Linked DNA regions of Sus scrofa: region 1 is linked to region 2. Evidence: chromatin contacts called from public HiChIP or PLAC-seq data. All regions are on one chromosome and are shown on one strand. The core of a region is the stretch at or near the end of the contact, and the rest is flanking DNA. Distances in the headings are between cores, read along the strand shown. Region 1 overlaps ZNF462 (zinc finger protein 462). Region 2 has its middle 270 kb from the start of ZNF462.

Region 1 (3,308 bases), core at 46-2,545, 290 kb before region 2:
TCTGATGAGACTTGGAGCCCGAGGCTCTCGCTGGTTTAATGCAACCCTTGCGCCTACATCTAACCAACTCCACCTCAAAATTTTCTCCACCAGGGAAAACAAGCGGTAAGGTAGCTGAAAGAAGGAATTCATTCCTTCGCTGTGAGGTCTTCCCAGACAAACTGTCCAGTCTGCTCCAGCCCCCAGGCTGCCCAGGCACTGCACCAGGGTCTGAAGCCCAGGGAGCCAGCGCATTTAGAAAGGCCTGAGGGGTAGGGTAGGCCTCACCCTCCTTCCACTCATCTGCATCTAAGAGCTTTCAGAGAGGCTGCGAGGAGTTCCCATCATGGCTCAGCAGTAACGAAGTCAACTAGTACTCATGAGGATGCGGGTTCGATCCCAGGCCTCATTCAGTAGGTGAAGGATCCAGCGTTGCAGTGAGGTGAGGTGTAGGTCGCAGACAAGGCTCAGATCCCACATTGCTGTGGCTGTGGTGTAGGCTGGCAGCTGTAGCTCTGATTCGACCCCTAGCCTGGGAACTTCCCTATGTTGCAGGGGCAGTCCTAAAAAGCAAAAAATAAAAAATTGAAAAGAGAGAGAGAGACTGTGAAATCCTTCTGAGCAGGCAGCAGAAACTGAGAGGGCTCTTGGTGGTCAAGTGCAACTCTGCTAGTCCCATTCCTGGGAGCAGGAGACTGGAATCCTCTATGCTTTGAATGCATACAGAACAGAGTCCCAAATACTAGAGGCAAGTCCAATATCATGTTTGGCTGATATAAGAATCCACTTTTCCAAGAGTCAGTGACTTGCTCTCGCCCTCTCTCTCCCTTTAACACAGCTGTGAAGTCCACTGAGTGTTCAGCCAAGTGTACTTGTGAATTTTGTGCCCTCTCAGGCCCCTGAGAGGCCCCGGTTCCAGCCTGGTGGCTTGATGTACTTGCTCATCAGCCTTCAGGTTTAACAAGGGAAAACAATCTAGCCCTCAAATTGTAGGAGCTTTCTCTCCAGGAGAACTAGACAATCCTGATGGCTCTCTCCAGTTACATAGCAATTATGTAATTGCCGAGCTTCTGCAGAATCACTGGAACCATTCTGCAGCCTTCTCCCAACTACAGCTGCAGCACAATGTGCCGAGATGATTGCAGCCTTTGAACGGATGGCCAGTCTCAGAGCTGAGCACAAAGGGACGTACAATGGGATTCCATCTCCAAGCGCAAAGATGCTCCTGCCTAACAAAACTCTGGCTCCTCCTCCCAGGCGGTGCCACTAACTCCTGCCTCTGCCCGCCCTACATGTGTGTGGAATGTGGTTCACTAGGTTTATGCTGACAGGTTCCAAAAGAGGCAGGAAATCAGCTGAAGTTTTGCCATGGACCATGCACAAGGTAATCATTTAACACATCATGGGAAAGCTCCAGAAGAGGACAAGATGCAAAGGGGGTGTGGGGGCGGGATGCATCTTTAGGCTTCCTGCACTGGCATGAAATGAGTGCTTCCCTTCCTTCTGCCAGCTCCAATCCTTCATGTTGACATTACACATCCTGTACTGTAGATCCACCCCCACGCTGCCGCTTGCCCAGCTGAATTATCTCCTGCGTCACAGCGGTGGTAACAGAACTGCTGGCTCTGCAGACTTGAAAGCACCATTTCCATGCTTAATGCATGCAGCCACTGGACATATTACCAGGACATCGGGGCTGGTCTGTGGCCCTCTCAGCAGCCATGCAATACTCGACCTAACCCTTCTGCTAACCAGATGGTTGGTTGGCCTCTTGGGACCAAACCATTCAACTTTACTTTATTAAATTCGATCAAAATGTGGGGACAGTTTACAGCAGTGTGTCTGGTTCATCTCCAACAGGGTTGCTAAGATGAAAATGACCTAAAAATAACTGGAAACTCTACTTCACACCAACAGAGAACAAGATATTTCGGTGTAAATATTTAAATGATCTGCCAGATTATGCACCCCAGTAGCCTTAACTACACAGTTAGCAAATTATATTGTAAACATATACACACAAAGACGCAGAAATACATGCATCTAAATAGGAATCCAGGTCTCACTGCCTCGGGCCAGGGTTCGCCACCCTCTGGTTCATTGGAGTGTGATTAAGGACCGCCATCTCCATCATAATCACTCCCAATTACCAAGACAAAGAACCTAACACAACTGGTAGAGAGATTCCCACCTCCACTGGGTTCGACCACCTAGGCACACTGCAGGCGTGCCAAGTACTCAAAGGGCCCTCAATAAATGTTTGATGAATGAATAAAGATGAATGAGCACATATTTCTTAAATATAACAGCATCTATAAAACATTTTACGAGAGAGTGAAGACACTCAATTCTTTCCAACTCTATCATCATCCCACAACTACAAACTAGGAAGGCAAAGCCAGGCGGCAGAAAAAAATGGCAAGGAGCAAGCCATCTGCACCACAGGCACTAGATGGCCACTAATCGATCATTGCAAATGAACTGCAGAGGTGGCCGTTCACTGAGTACCTGGCAGCGTGCTGGGTGTTTTACATACATTATGTCTCTAAGCCTTCGCCAAAGAGGGAATTCCATTTTGAAGATAAACTGGAGGCCAGGAGCAAATGAGGAACTTGACCCAAGTGAAGCCAATCACTTTCCTACTACTACTAGGCTGCCACAAATAAGTAAGGATCTTACAGCTTGGAAAGAACTGAACACGTGGCAAAGTGGCACCCCCAAATCTACCTTTCCCTCCCTAGGGCTTGGGGAAAATGGAAAGAGCTTTCCACTCCCAGAGCTTTTCTGGCATCCCAGGAAGTCCTAGTTTCAGTCCCTCCTGTTTCTCTCGACCTTTCTTACTTGACTGAGGGCATTCCACATTCTTTTAACCACACCATAGCCAGGGCTTCACTTCCACTCCTTTCATTTTGGGGTCCACCTTCTGAGACCAAAAATCTCTCACTTGAGATCATCCTAGAGATCTGAACACTGGTAAATAAATAAAATATATGGTCTCTTTTTTCTCTCCTCCTCCAATATCTCTGGCCACAATTTTAAAGTAGCAACATGAAGGTTTCTTTTCAATAATTAAAAAAAAAAAAAAATTCTGGGAGTTCTCTTGTGGCACAGGGGGTTAGGGATCAGGCATTGTCACTGCAGCGGCTTAGGTCACTGCTGTGGTTCAGGTTTGATCCCTGGCCTGGTAAGTTCTATAGGCCACAGACACAGCCCCCCCCCCAAAAAAAAAGAATTTCCACCAACACCCTTGCCTTTCCGGAAACCTTCAAAATGTAAAAATAACTAAGTCTTCATGACTAATCTGCTTTGAAAGGTGAAAAAAAATCACT
Region 2 (3,301 bases), core at 533-3,032:
TAGTCTGCCTGTCCATCGCTGGCTGGCAGACCTACCCCTGCGACAAGATGGCTGATCTGTCTAAGCACTTCTGGGCATCTAATGAAAATATTCACATTTAGCAATGTCTTAGCAGATAACTCCCATGAAACTTTTTTGAGTCACAGCACTGAATGTTTCCCCCTTTTTTAGTAACTTGTTCTTTCTTTCTGTGTTTTGTCTTCATTAATCCTGTCAGATTTTACTCGATGTTCTGGCACCAAGAGTTATATTTAATGCTTTATTCTTTCCAGTTCTTTCACTGTATTGACATTACCTCCACAACACTTCTTACCACCACCCATTCATTCATTTTCTACTCATATGTCCATGCTTCCATCCACCTTTGCATTTCCTCTCTTTTTCTTTTTTGGCCATAACCCCATTTCAATCTTCTATCATCTTATGCTTACATGATTATAAGATCCAGTAAATTTATTTTCCTGAAAAGGCTGAGTGAATTTATAGAATGTAGGCTTAGATTTGAATTTGTCTCTGTCTTTTCCTAACTGTAAAACCTTAAGCACATAACTGAAACTAAGTCTGTTAATATTCACATTTCAGGATTGTTCTGAATGTTAATCGAGATAAGGTGCGTGAAGTAGGTGAGACCAGACCTAGCACATGGAGAGGTATTCAGTAAGTAATATTTCATTTCCTCCTCCATACTTCTCCCACGACTTTGTACTTTTTTCTAGCGATTTCTTTATAAATGCCTGCAATTATTATCTAACATCCTGGCATTTGCTGAAGTCATCCTTCTTTCTAAGACTATATCTTCCTCATTTCCTAACTTACTATTGAGATGCATCACTCTTCACTATTTGGGTCTTTGATCACGGGAACTCTTCCTCCTGAATTATCCATATCTTATTTTTACCTTTGTAAGAAATTTATGTGATTTCTTGGATCTACCCATTCCCCAGATCAAGTGCTTCCTTTTCCCATAATATTTCCAGAATCCCCCAAATTTAAACTTTTACTTCCCCTGCATTTTATGACTTTATTTGTAGGGTAGGAAAGAGGGAACTGCATTTGTGAGCACTCCCTATTGAGTGTTGATACCTGTGACACACATTTTTTTTCAACAACCTTGTAAAGTAGTTCTTGTTAATCTTCATTTTTCAGCAGAACTTTTCCAAGGTTGTGTGGTCCTCACTAGCTGAGCACAAATTTGAGCCCAGGTCTATCTGATTCCAAATGGCTTTTCCATTCATCATTATACAGTAATAGTAATAGCTACCTTTTGATTATGAAACATTAAAAAAAACACATGATTTGTTTTGTTAATGAGTAATATCAAAGGATGGGAATAGTATTACATTTATTCTTATATTACCTTACATATTCTGGTGAAACAATTTAAACATACCCGTAAAGGTGTGGTAAATGTTCAATGAAATGACATTCAATGCTCGAATAGAACTTTCTCTAGAGTCCTTATTCTTGGGAGATTTTTCCCCTAGTTTCAAATGGAGTAAGTGTCCATGAATCCTTCAACCATAATATTCTCAGGATATGGTCAATTTCAGCTCTTTTTATTTTTAGTTAGGAAGTCTAAAACAGAGAATTATTATTATTTTTATTTGGTTAAGTTCTTATCACAATAAAAGATACTTCATATATTAAAGAGCCATGGGCTATTTTGTGAAAATCCTTGGGCCAATCCCTGCAGCCAGCAGGCAGCCAGCCCACTTGTTTATCTCTCCGTGGCATTAGTAACCCTGTAAAAGTTAAATTTGTTTTATTTATAGGTTGGAAGAGCCTTCACCCATGAGGAGTACTGAATAAATAGACTTCGCCATCATTCTCCAAAGAGGTTGGGAAGGAACCACTCATGAGGAAAGCCTGGAGGGTACAAATTGTCAGAATGAAGTATGGTCCTTTGTTCAGAATCAGAAGAGTTACCCACTCAAATCATAAAATACCAGATGAAGCTCACTTCACTAAGCAGGGGTGAGCAAATGGAAAGAAGAAAGACATGGTGACACTGAAAATGCCCAAGATGTAATCTCTCCAGGTTAAATGAAGGCCAAGTTCATTTGGGATCCCAGAGGTCATACTTTTGCCAAAGTGTGCTTTGTATTAGCACAGAAAAGAGTTAGAGCTTTTCTTCAAAAATTAAAATGAAATAGAATGAGATTGATAGGGTAATGCAGAATAATCTGCCTGCGTTTATGGCTGGTTATTTATACTTGAGTGTCAGGAGAGCAACTCAAAGTTATTTAATTAGGAGAGTGCAGAAACCAACCCAACATCATTAAATATATTATGAAAGAAATAAACATGAATTAAATAATTGCATTATATCTTAAGTGTGCTATCCTTTGGAGAGGAATGAGGTAGTTATGCTCTTTGATAAAGCCCTGAAGTCTCTGCTGTCCTCATACAAGGAGTAGGCTGCTGACTCACTATGAGCTTTGAGAACTTTTCCAGGAGAAAGAATAGTTTTTTTGTTGCACAGTCCTCATGAACTTGCCTGGTACCCCTGCTGATTAATGGCATTTATTCCCTCAGAGAGCTGCCTGAGGCTGAAGGCAGAGCTCTGACATTGAGACAGAGCTAACCTAACTGGCTCTCATGGGGATTGATCGCATGCCTGACCTTTCACTAGTGTTCTAAGCATTTGAGTTAACTGGGTGTGCCTCCCCTGCAAATAGGTCTCAGCCATTCCATAAAGGGGAAGATGGCATTCTCAGATATTGGGTTTTGGGCACTGTACCTTTAAGACAAGTTAAGGTTTACTTTTAAAGCTGTGGGACCATCTAAAGAGAAGCCCTGTATGGTCATAAACTATTCATGTAAGTTATCATGTTTCTAGTACTACCTACTTTCTAGTTCTCTTGCCTTGTTTCATCACCACCCGTCTCATCTTGACAACTTTGATATCAGACCTACCTTCAATTTTTTTTCTTCCATTCACTCTCTCATCCTGGACATGATGCCTAGTCTTACTGATTTGATATCTGACCTTGACTGGCCCTGACTCCCCTTTCCCTACTTGTATTAGAGGTGGGTGTTGGCATTAGGCATGTTTGTCAGTATCTCTTCTTGATTCCATCCCCTGCCCCCATTTTTGGCTTTGCTCTTTTTGTGAAAACATCTGTCACTCTAAGAGGTTCCACTCTGTGATGCAAAGCTAAAGGCAGGACAGGGACTAAAATGGCTCCAACAGATGAAGTCTGATATATTGTAAGCCTGAGAGAACCATACTCTATCATCTTGGCACCCACGCTGCAAGAGGGGTAGTGCATCTTCATATAGCTCAGAGAACTCTGAACCA

Evidence for each region. HiChIP or PLAC-seq counts read pairs in DNA pulled down with a chosen protein or histone mark.
Region 1: an H3K27ac HiChIP or PLAC-seq map of skeletal muscle shows a contact between it and region 2, with 2.0 times the contacts expected there. The contact joins two enhancer-like sites.

The regions. Positions count from the first base shown.
Region 1 is chr1:248,047,613-248,050,920 of Sscrofa11.1, reverse strand. All of the region lies in intron 1 of ZNF462 (zinc finger protein 462), which reads right to left. Among named protein-coding and RNA genes, the nearest start is that of ZNF462, 20 kb to the right of the region's middle. Within about 2 kb of position 1,295, at least 28 of the 83 cell types and tissues checked have an H3K27ac peak or open chromatin away from gene starts, as enhancers often do. A contact at or near this core is called in skeletal muscle, where this site is marked.
Region 2 is chr1:247,762,297-247,765,597 of Sscrofa11.1, reverse strand. No RefSeq gene overlaps it. Among named protein-coding and RNA genes, the nearest start is that of ZNF462, 270 kb to the left of the region's middle. Within about 2 kb of position 1,782, at least 2 of the 83 cell types and tissues checked have an H3K27ac peak or open chromatin away from gene starts, as enhancers often do. A contact at or near this core is called in skeletal muscle, where this site is marked.